2 separate regions of the Mus musculus genome follow, and region 2 is linked to region 1. A link is a contact called in public Micro-C data. All regions are on one chromosome and are shown on one strand. Each heading gives the region's core, a stretch centred on a gene start, on an enhancer-like site or on the middle of the called end of the contact. The rest is flanking DNA. Distances are from core to core; before and after follow the strand shown. Region 1 overlaps Bcar1 (breast cancer anti-estrogen resistance 1). Region 2 holds the start of Tmem231 (transmembrane protein 231).

What was found. Hi-C and Micro-C count contacts between places; a contact is called where the count stands out from the background.
Region 2: a Micro-C map of the HL-1 cell line shows a contact between it and region 1, with 1.9 times the contacts expected there. The contact joins the promoter of Tmem231 here to the enhancer-like site in region 1. A contact is called at or near these places in 2 of 39 promoter capture datasets (cranial neural crest and embryonic stem cells), 5 of 484 Hi-C or Micro-C datasets (the HL-1 cell line, ganglionic eminence, group 2 innate lymphoid cells and 2 more), 8 of 115 datasets of contacts at active chromatin or transcription factors (bone marrow-derived dendritic cells, bone marrow-derived macrophages, embryonic forebrain and 4 more) and 1 of 9 other capture datasets (adipose tissue).

Annotation. Positions count from the first base shown.
Region 1 is chr8:111,715,364-111,720,870 of GRCm38.p6, reverse strand. Bcar1 (breast cancer anti-estrogen resistance 1) reads left to right here. Exons shown (of 7, transcript NM_009954.3): 2 at 1-172; 3 at 5,095-5,256; 4 at 5,472-5,507. Among named protein-coding and RNA genes, the nearest start is that of Gm51589, 24 kb to the left of the region's middle. RefSeq lists an enhancer at 2,489-4,666. Within about 2 kb of position 3,775, at least 201 of the 459 cell types and tissues checked have an H3K27ac peak or open chromatin away from gene starts, as enhancers often do. A contact at or near this core is called in the HL-1 cell line, adipose tissue, embryonic forebrain and 5 more, where this site is marked.
Region 2 is chr8:111,931,636-111,937,264 of GRCm38.p6, reverse strand. It overlaps Tmem231 (transmembrane protein 231), which reads left to right and starts at 3,452. Exons shown (of 7, transcript NM_001033321.2): 1 at 3,452-3,637; 2 at 3,736-3,905. The coding sequence starts at 3,499.

The sequences.
Region 1 (5,507 bases), core at 2,526-5,025:
TCACTCATTTCCCAGCCCAGCCACGGACCTTTACCAGGTGCCCCCAGGGCCTGGAAGTCCAGCCCAGGACATTTATCAGGTGCCACCTTCCGCTGGCATAGGGCATGACATCTACCAAGTTCCTCCATCTCTGGACACTCGCGGATGGGAGGGAACAAAGCCACCGGCAAAGGTAAGGCCAACCTGGTAGAGCTGGAACCCCCTGGGGTCAGCCTAGGGACCTGGCCACCACAGTGCCCACACTCTAGTATCATTATGTATTTGGTCTGAGGTCCAGGAGGGAGGTATCTGGACAAATGTCTCCATTTATTTGATGCAGGTGGGTGAGTAGGGACACCAAGGTGGCCATAGAGGAGGAGGAAGTCTTCAGTAGGCTGCCCTGAAATGGAAAAGGTTAGTCACAGGCTACAAGACAGTCTCTCTCAGGGCCTGATAGCTGAACCTGAAGGGGAGGAGCTCGGGAGGAGGAGCCTGCACAGCCACATTGAGGTCAGCTTACTCTGGCGTGAGTGGAAATATGATGTGAACATAAAGCCTGTGGGTGGGCCAGGAAAAGCCTCAGCATGACAGCACAGGGAGAGCTGAGAAGAGCAAGGCATCTCCTCTTGGAAATTGCATCAGAGGCTGGGACCAGAGAGACTGCCCACTTCCTAAGGAGCTGTCTTGAGGGTAGTTATGTCACTCGGTTGCCTTTGTCCCACCCAGCTGCCTGGGAGGCGAGGTGTGAACCTTGTCTGGTGTATGTCACTTAAAGGGACTAAATGAGAACCGAGGATCATGCCCCAGAGGCTCTGGTAGAGGCAGCCGACTGTGGTGGGCACAGCAGCACATGCTCAGCTAAGGCAGTTTCGTGTTCTGATGATGTCTCGTCCAGAGCCACCTATGTCTGCTGAGACATTGGCCTCGTGCATGCTCAGTTATGGCACTGAGCCTTTGTCTTCAAAGCCACAGAGGGCCAAGGTGAAAACTTAACTGATACCAGCTAGAAAGCAGGTAGTATCGCCCCATGCCTGCCCACAGAGACGCTCGGCATCTAACTGGCCTGAGCAGGCCTGCAGAGGATTTGATTCCTTGGATCTGACCACCAGCCATCGCTAAGTCACTGGACCCACTTACTGTACAACCTGCCTCTTTAGTCACGTGACCAAGGAGACGCAGGTAATAGGGGCTGTCGAGATGGCGGGTGAAAGCATTAACTGCTCTTCCGAAGGTCCTGAATTCAAATCTCTGAAACCACATGGTGGCTCATGCCTTTAATCCCAGCACTTGGGAGGCAGAGGCTGGCAGATCTCTGAGTTCTAGGCCAGCCTGGTCTACAGAGTGAGTTCCAGGACAGCCAGGCCTACACAGAGAAACTCTGTCTCAAAAAAAAACAAAAAGAAAAAAGAAAAAAAACCACCCATAATGAGATCTGACGCCCTCTTCTGGTGTGTCTGAAGACAGCAGCAGTATACTTATTTATAGTAATAAATAAATCTTAAAAAAAAAAAAAGAAAGAAAGAAAGAAAAGCTGGTCATAGAAGCCTACCATCAAATCAAGGCCCTGCCAACTGGGGGTGGGGGGTGAGGTGGAGAGGGAGGGGTGGGGTATCCTGTGTCCAGTGAGCCTTGAGACAGGCCAGAGTTCATCCCCTCCACACTCACTCCCCACATATGAGTGCAGTGCACACCTATCACACTCGTTCCCAGTCAGTTCCTCACCTCCTGCCCTTGCAGTAAAGCTTGGTCAGCTGTTCGTCTGGGCTGGAGGAGGAGGAAGCCCTCACCACCCAGAGGCTCACCAGCTGTGTGTTGCCTGCCTTTGCTGTTCCTGAGACTCTGACAGCCGAGGAAGAAAAGCTTTGTCGTTCCCGGGCTGAGCAGCCATGATGTCTGCTTTTATTTTATGAACATGAAAGAAATGCTTGTTTGCCATAGAAAGTGCACAGTGTATGAGAAAGTCTAGAGAGAATTCCCTGCCCGGGATAATCACTGAGAAATGTTAGCACGTTTTGTCTAGCATCTCCTCTCTTTGTCTTTTACAGATGCATATATATAGTTTTTTGCTTCATTTGGTTTTTCAAGACAGGGTGGGTTTCACAGTAGCTCTGGCTGTCCTGGAACTGACTCTGTAGATCAGGCTGGCCTCAAATTCTCAGAGATCCACCTGCCTCTGCCTCCTGAGTGCTGGGACTAAAGGTGTGTGTGTGCTGCCACCACCACCTGGCTTCTTTTCTTTTCTTTTCTTTTCTTTTTTTTTTTTTCTTCTTCTTTTTCTTTTTCTTTTTTTTCTCTCTTTGTAAATTGTACAGCTTGATTTTATTACAAAGAGCATAGCGGCACACACCTAATGTACACGTTTGTGCCTACATCTTCAGGTCTTACTTTCAAAAACCTCTGGCCCTCTGGTATCTGTGAAACTATGACCCCTTGTTCCAGGCGCTGAGGGGACAGTGCCATAGCGTGTATTACCTGTGGGAGTAAATGATAAGGGTGGACCTGGGAGAGCTCGTTCCTGGAAGAATGGCCATCTGCAGTGTAGGTGGAGGAAGCAAGGTCCAGAATCCCCAGGAGCCTCTGCCAAAGGCTGAGGGACAGAGCCTAAACACGCAGGGAAGGCATCTGTCTGTCTGCAAGGCCACTTTTGAAGGAACGTTCCTGGGTCAGGAACTACGCTTGCCAGGGGAGAGAAACGCAAGTAACTAAGGTGTGTCTGTCTGGGCAGCAGCACCTCCTGGCCAGCAGAGGGTGGTGATGCTCAGCCAGGTAGGCACTTGTCAGGCCCCTTGATGTCCCTTTGGCACTCCATTCCCAGAGGAGGGACAGAGAGTGAGCAACCAAGCCAGCAGCTGGCGTGCTCGGGAGATGTTGTCCGTTTTGCAGTGGGAAAGATAAGCAGCCAAACTGTCTGGAGGGGTGGGGCCCCAACCCAGAATGAACAGCCAAGAGAGACTCCTCTTGTCTTTGTTCCCCCTACTTGACTCCTGCTGCTTGGATTCCTGCCTTGATCCCTGTAGAGTCAGGGCTACTCGGGAAGTTTCATCCCCATTTAGAACCAGCAAGCTGGGATATGCTTCTGGGTTCAGTCTTCCTCTTCCTTCAAACTTGTGGGGAGGTATAGGCTAGAAAGAAAAACAGCTCTCTCCAGCCCAGCCTAACGTGCGTTCTGTCTGTCTGTCTGTGTGTGTGTCTGTCTGTGTCCTCCCTCCAGGACCTGCTAATGGGGCATCAGGTGCAGAGAGCAGTGGAGTAGTGATTAGCTGGGCTCAGGAGCTCTCTGATGAATCCATTTCCATAATGAGCTGCTCTTCTTCCCTGCTTTCTCTGTTGAGCAGTAGCGAAGCCTTTGCTAACAGAAAATTCCTAACGGAAAAATGTTAGCTAGCCAACATAGCTGCTTACTGTCACCTGACTCGGGTGTAGGAATAGGAGCTCCCTTTGACGTTAGACTAACCACTGGGGGCTGAGGTGAGAGCCTCTGGCCTGGGCTTGCAGCTCTGACTACACAAGGCCCAGATGGCTGCTGGCAAGGCAGGGGTGCTCCTGGCTTGCCTCTGAGAGGTGCACTGTCTGCCCCTTTGGGGTTTGAATTCCCACCTAGGAAGCTTTGGGCCTAGAGAAGCCTCAGGCCTTGCCACAGGCTTCTCTAACCTGCCACGTCCCTCCAGCTCCAGTCTGCTCTGCCATGGGCAGGTTCCAACATCTAAAAATAACCCTGGAGGGGACTCAAGGCTGGGGCCTGAGCAGGGAGATGAGTCTGGAGAGGCAGCTGCAACTCCGCCCCCAGGCCCTGTTATTGGTGGCTAGGGACACCACACAGAGGAGACCCTGAAGCTGCTACAGTGGCGCATATACCAGCCTGCCAGGCTGTCTGCCAGGAGAGCCCAGAAAGAAGCCCAGCTGGCCTGAATGTCAACTGCCTAGCTCAAATGTGCTGCCTGGGAGGTTGTCAGGCCTGGGTCTGCTGAGTGCCCCTGTGCCGTGTGGGGGCTGGGAACGGGGAGATGGCACTCGTGTGCCTGCCGAAGCTTCAGTTGGCTCCTAGGATGTCAAGCCTGAAGGAGGCAGGGTGTGTGTGGAGGCCCTGAGTCAGCCCTGTCCCAGACATCCCCTTTGATTAGAAAACAAAAGGCCTTTCTGTGGAGAAGGCTGAGCAGGGAGCCCCGTGGGGGAGGTTACCCTGAGCCTGCCTGGAGAATCTTGTGGGGGGGAGGCTGCCTGGCCCATTTCCATCCCTACCAGGCTGAATGCTGCTGTCAGGGGACAGCATGGTCTGGGGTTAGTGTATGAGCATCCCAGAGTATACCTCCTGACCCTGCTTCTTCTCCATACAGAGCCCTAGCTTTGCCATGGATCCAAGGGTCAAGGCCCTGGGGAGGAAGCGGCTGGCTCTCTCTGACCAGTGATTCCCACTGAGGGCTTACCCTTTCAGGTGGGCAAGGCAGCCATGGGTGTGGGTACAGAGAGCATAGGGTTGTGGTTCCACTTAGAATCCCTTTGCCATGTAGCTGACCTTATATTCTAGCCCCGTGTGTCTTTTAGTCCCACCAAGTATGCTGTGAGCAAGGGAAGGCTGCTTGCTACAACTGCAGGCAGCATTCTTTGCCTCCAGAGTCTAGAGGTGATGGTGATTAGGTCATTCTCGTGCTGAGCAGAACTTTCTGGGGCAGGGCAGCTAACAGGTCATATGTACCAACAGGCATGACACAGGAGCCCTGACATGGGGTCCTGCTGTGCTCAGGACTCCAGTGCAGGCTGCCCCTTGCTTGCTGGCATTGCCTCTGGAGCCAGGTCTTTGTACCCTTCCTGTTCCATTTTGTCGACTGTGTGTAACCATACTTGCACCCTATTCTGTGGAATCTACTGGGTTGTCCAACCATAGAGACTTCCTGTTTCGTGGCCCAGAACCAGGGAGCTCTGAACAACACCTAGGGGTGTCATTATAATTTCACAAACCCTGCATTTCACTGCAGAAAAGGAGCTCCCAGGGAATGAGAAGCAGGGCCTCGACGCCCACCCTTGCAGAGCCGCCTGACCCACCTCTCCAGGGATCTCCTGAGGGCCTGTGGGTGGATCCTAGGGCCAGAGGGACAACGGCCGGCTGTTTGTTCCCAGGTGGTGGTTCCTACGCGAGTGGGACAGGGCTATGTGTATGAGGCCGCTCAGACGGAGCAGGATGAGTACGACACCCCACGCCACCTGCTGGCCCCAGGTCCCCAGGACATCTATGATGTGCCCCCTGTTCGAGGACTGCTTCCTAACCAGTATGGCCAGGAGGTAAGCATTGGGGATCAGAGGCATGGGAGAGGGTGGGGACTGGGCCTTGGCCTTGCTCTGGGAGCTGCATTTTCTCAGCCTAGCCAAGGCCTGCGTAGCACAGCAGCCACAGCCTAGGCCCCTAAGGTGGGTTTCTAGGTTTCTGGGACCCACTGTATCCACTAGACCAGGTGCCCCTGATAGTGTGTCACTGTGCCTTCTTTTGTGCCCTCCAGGTATATGACACGCCCCCTATGGCAGTCAAAGGCCCC
Region 2 (5,629 bases), core at 2,203-4,702, 220 kb before region 1:
TTAGAAAAAGTGATCTTGGGACATTGTTTATTGCCTTGCTCGTTCCTTGACTATTTGTGTTTATTGTCTTGTTTGTTCCTTAACCTAGAACTGACCTTTTTACTTGCATGTAATTAAAATGGTAAAAAAGCAGATTGGGAAAAAAATAAAAGCATCTCAGCCTCTGAACTGGCTGGGGTCATGCTACAGTGTTGTCTAATTGTCTTTTTCTCTTTTTAATCCTCATTCCTGCCCTGGAGAAACTGTTGACTGACTGAGCTGGTTTGGTTACACTATCCCAGTCCAAGACCTGTGTCTATCCCTTAAAAGCATGTAAGAGCTAAGTACACTTCCTAGGGAGAAACCCACTGTTCATCACCCAATAGGCAGGCACGTCCCACGACAACTATGATGAGGAGCAATGTCTTTCTGTCTTATTTGCTCAGATGGTACCTTTTTTTCTTTTGGTTCATCCTTCATTAAAGCATCCATGTGTTGGTCATTGCATTTAGCTTTCTCAAATATTCTAAGGCACTGGATGCCTTCTACATGGGGGCAGCAAACGGAGGAGGTGAGTGGAGCAGTAGGAGGTAGATCAACCATCATGGCAGACCATTAAGTCAGGCAGGATGGACTTAGGATGATGGAGACAGAGGCAGACATGGACAGTGTAAGACAGCCAGGGGCCAGCACAAAGCCAAGGAAAGAAAATACAGGCTCAAGGAAAGAACTAGGAAGTGACTAGGCAAAAGAAATGCTGGCCAGTCTTGAGGCAGGAGTGCTAACCTGACCCAAGACTCCAAGGAGGAGCTCCTGTGGTGGATACAAAAAGAACTAAGGGTTCCATTCCGTTTTGTTTGTTTGTTTGTTTGTTTGTTTGTTTGTTTGTTTGTTTTTACTGTTGGTGGTGATGCTGTTTGGATGTTTTCTTTAATTTTGTTTATGACCAAGGTCTCGTGTGTGTATCCCAGGACAATATAGCCAAGACTGGACTTGAATTCCTATGCTTGTGGTTTATACATTCATGTATGTGGATGCCTGTGCCCACGTGTATAGATGTGATGGTCACAGTAGGATATCAGGGGTCTCTCCCTACCACACATCATTTATTCCTCTGAGACAGGGTTTCTTATTGAATCTGGAGCTAGTCTAGCAGTCACCAAAAGCCCCAGCCATCCTGAAATTACAGGCACACACATCCTGATCTGGCTTTTTCCTGAGCTCCTGTTTATGCTGCCAGTGTTCTTTCCTACTGAACCAGCCTGGCTTGGATGGTTGTGCTAGTTTCATGTAGCCCAGGCTGGCCTCAGGCTTGCTTTGTAGCCAAGCTTGGCCTTAAACACCTGATCCTCCTGTCTCAGCCTTCAAAACACTAGGATTTCAGGTATGAACCCCCTACTCCCATCTGAAATACATAGTTGGAAGGAAATGACTTTATCATCTTTTGAGGCAAACTTCAGGGACAGGAGAACACAATGTAGATTGGGTTGGTCTGGGACTCACAGAAATCCACCTCCCTCTGTCTCTGCTTCTGCCTCCCCAGTGCTGGGAATAAAGGTATACACCACCACACCCAGCTAAGGCTAAACCATTTTATACTTCTAAATTCGTAACAGTCACCTCCCTGTCTCACCGGTGACTTAGCGACAGTGTATGTTTCCTTCTGTCGACTCTTTGGAGGCAAACATTCTCTTACTCAGAGAACAACCACCACAAAGAATCTACATTACATTCAGCCATTCCAAAACGGTTATTTAAGCACAGTTTTTATTTTTTAATTTAAAAATACATTTATATTTCCTATTATTATTATTATTTATTTTTTGAGACAAGGTTTTTCATTGTAGCCTTGGCTGTCCTGGAAGTCACTCTGTAGACCAGGCTGGCCTAGAACTCAGAGATCTGACTGCCTCTGTCTCCTAAACACTGGGATCAAAGCTGTGTGCCAACACCTTTATTTTAACTACATGTGTTTGGGTGTTTTGCCTGCGTGTGTGTCTATGGACCATGTGTCTGCAGTGCCCACAGAAGCTGTTGGATCCCCTAGGACTGGAGTTACAGTTGGCTCTGAGCCCCTGTGTGGGTGCTGAAAGTCAAACCTTGATCCTCTGGAAAACCGGCCTCTCCAGCTTACTTACATGTTACACTACATTTACTTATTCATTATTTGTGCATAGATGCAGATGAGCACCATGACAGGCATGTAGAGGTCAGAGGACAGCCTTTCCAGAATTAAGATAGATGGTGGGAGCTGGAGAGATGACCCAATTGTTAAGAGCACCGATTGTTCTTGCAGAGGACCTGGAGAAAGGAGAATTGAGGGCCAGCACAGGCTACATAGTAAGACCCTACTTCCAAACAGGTAAAAATCTGTCTTCCATGTTAAGATATTGGTGTTAGTATTTACCTAAGTGATCAGCTAATGCTAACTTTGGGGAAGACAGTATCAGTGTTTATAGCTAACAAAGTACAACAGAAGGAGCCATTTAGTAAAATACCCTTTAACCTTTTTTTTTTTTTTTTTTTTTCCGAGACAGGGTTTCTCTGTGTAGCCCCGGCTGTTCTGAAACTCACTTTGTAGACCAGGCTGGCCTCAAACTCAGAAATCCGCCTGCCTCTGCCTCCTGAGTGCTGGGATTAAAGGCGTGCACCACTACGCCCGGCCTTTTATTTTTTGTTTTTGTTCTAACCTTTAAATAATCAGGGGGTTTGTTTCCTGTTTTCTATCTTTCCTGCTATGGGGCATAGTGAAAGCATTAACCTTGAAGACAAAAGTACCTGGTTCTAGGACGGTGGCCTTGTTATAGGAATGTCCCGACTTCAGTATGAACCTCAATGGAGTTTTTGCATTGAAACAAAGTCTCCAGTATCTCTGGCTGGTCTCAAACTCACAATGTAGCTAAAGATGACCTTGGACTTCTGATCCTTCTGTCTTCACCTGAAGAGTTGTTAGTGTTACAGATGTGGGCCAAGGTGCCTGGTTTAATGAAGTGCTGGAGATGAACTCAGGGCTTCCTGTATAGTAGGCTAGCCCTCTACCAACTAAGCTACATCAACCATCCTTATGTCATGAGTTAATAGATGATCTATGGGGTGATGTCAACATCTATGCACGTCTGATTTTGTACAATTGACACAGACTTTGGTGAGTGAAAATATCATTACAGTTGCTTTCTTTTTTTTTTTTTTAAGATTTATTTATTATATGTAAGTACACCACTGTAGCTGTCTTCAGACATTCCGGAAGAGGGCGTCAGATCTCATTATGGATGGTTGTGAGCCACCATGTGGTTGCTGGGATTTGACTCAGGACCTTTGGAAGAGCAGTCAGCGCTCTTACCGGCTGAGCCATCTCACCAGCCCATACAGTTGCCTTCTTGAAGAGACGCGCAGGCACAGCACTAACACAGGACCCTCCTCCTGCTAGCTCCACCCCCTTCTAGAGGCCTGCATGCCTGCTATTGGTTCCTCTGCCCGCCGTCGGTTGCCGTGGAGACTCGGCGCTGCGGCCCTGCGCTCATGGCGCTGTACCATCTCTTCTCTCACCCAATCGAGCGCGCTTACCGCGCGGGGCTCTGCTCCAAGGCCGCGCTCTTCCTGCTGTTGACCACCGCGCTCACCTACATCCCCCCGCTGCTGGTGGCCTTCCGGAGCCACGGTGAGCCTGCCCGGGCCTGGAGGGCCACACGGCGCGGCCGGCGGGCCCAGGCCGGCAATCCTAACCTGGCTCCCCCCAACCCGCCTTGTCTCCCGCAGGGTTTTGGCTGAAGCGGAGCAGCTACGAGGAGCAGCCGAACGTGCGCTTCCAGCACCAAGTGCTGCTCGTGGCTCTCCTGGGGCCGGAGCCTGAAGCCTTCCTCGCCTGGAGCACGTTCCCCACCTTCAACCGGCTGCAGGGGGCTCACCTGCGCGTCCCGCTCGTGTCGGTGCGTGGTTCCCGCCCGGATCCTGGGGGTGATAGGATGGAGTGAGATCCCAGTTTGGGTCATTTGACCGGGTGTGAGAGCAGAGTCTCGTGTATCCCAGGCTTGCCTTAAACTATATAGCCAAAGTCGTCTTTCAACAACTGATACTCGGCCTTCACCTTCCCAGTGCCGGGGATTCGCTATGCAACGCCCTGCTGGGGTATATGGGGTGCTGGGAATCAAACCCAAGGCTTTGTGCTTGCATGCAAGGACTTAACCACTGAGCCACTCTCAGTCCCACAGCTTGGATCTTAAGGAGCCACGAGGGTTGGAAACAAAAGTCCCTTTGGCCTGCGCATGCTTAACTTTCTAGATAGTTTTATTCAGTTTCTCCAGGTTTCCCTAGAAAGGCAGCCGTGCAGGCACTGTGTTTGCCGGACAACAAGAGTCCAGAGCCTGTTTCTGGTGCTGGTCATTTTCTGAATGGAAAGGTGGCTGAAGAAAAAACCCCTTTGAGGGCTTGTAGGCGGAGTTCTGTACACCCCAGTACGCTGCTGAGTTTGAACATCACCAAGCTGTAAAGACAGAAAGTACCAGTGTTTTTATGCAGACTTGATGCGGGGTAGGGCGGGGCAAGCGGTGATTGGTTGAATTCTCAGGTCCTGCTCTAGCCAAGCCACGCCTGTCTGGGTTAGGCTTCTCAACTCTTTGCCACACTGCAGCTGTCTCCTGTGTAAGGGAAACATTTTACTGGCTGCAGTTTAGTGTTTACTTTCGCATAAATCAAGTGCTTCCTTACGGTCATCCCTTGCCGTTCATATAATGACATGGGCAGAGTGATGACTTTAACTAGGTGTTTGTTAGTAAATATTTTGTTTCTAACCTCCACCTGAGGCAGGATTGCCCCCCCCCTTCCCTGACCTATACAGCAAGCTCAGGGCTATTCAGTCTCAAAAGCGTAGCGCTGGCATGTAAAGTCAAAAGACAACTTGGAGGGGTCAGTTCCCTCCTGTCACTGTCCCGGGAATCCAGCTTGGATTCCCAGGGTTGGCTGCAGGAGTCTTTACCTGCTGAGCTATCTCATTACCCATCCTTGATTTTTTTTTTTTTTAATTTGCTCCAATCGTTTTACTATTAAAATTAGTAAGTGAATAAACAAAGCTTTAACTAAATCCTACAGCTTTTTTATTCTTTTTGAGATGGGTTATTGCTATGTTGCCTGCCCAAGCTGTAAGCCCAGTTCAGCCAGCTACGAAGCTGGGACTACAGACGTGAGGCCCAGACTTAAGTCATGCACGTCTGAATGCCAGTGGAAGCGTTTTGTTGAAATTTCATGCACTTAGAGAAAACAAAGCAAGCAAGTAAAGTAATTGTTAACTGCAAGGAAATAAGCCACGAGAAGACGCTAGGAAGGATGCGCAGTCAAGGTTGCGAACCGGACTTGCGTAGTAGTCTTAGTTACGACATGAAAGGCTGACTAAGCAAAATGCGCACCTAGGGAAACTGAAGGGATGAGAGAGGGGGAGGTGCGATGGGGCCTGGTGGGAGTGGGAGGGGAGCGCAGGCTCCAGCTTCCCCCGTGGAATGTCAGTAGAGGATTCTCATGAAAGAGGTGGAGACTCGGCAAATCTTATTTAAACATCTGGAAAGCGTTTCTTTCTATTTGTTAGAACAGGGTTTCTCTGTGTAGCGCTGGCTGTCAAATAACTTGCTCTGTTGACCAGGTTGGCCTCGAACTCAGAGAT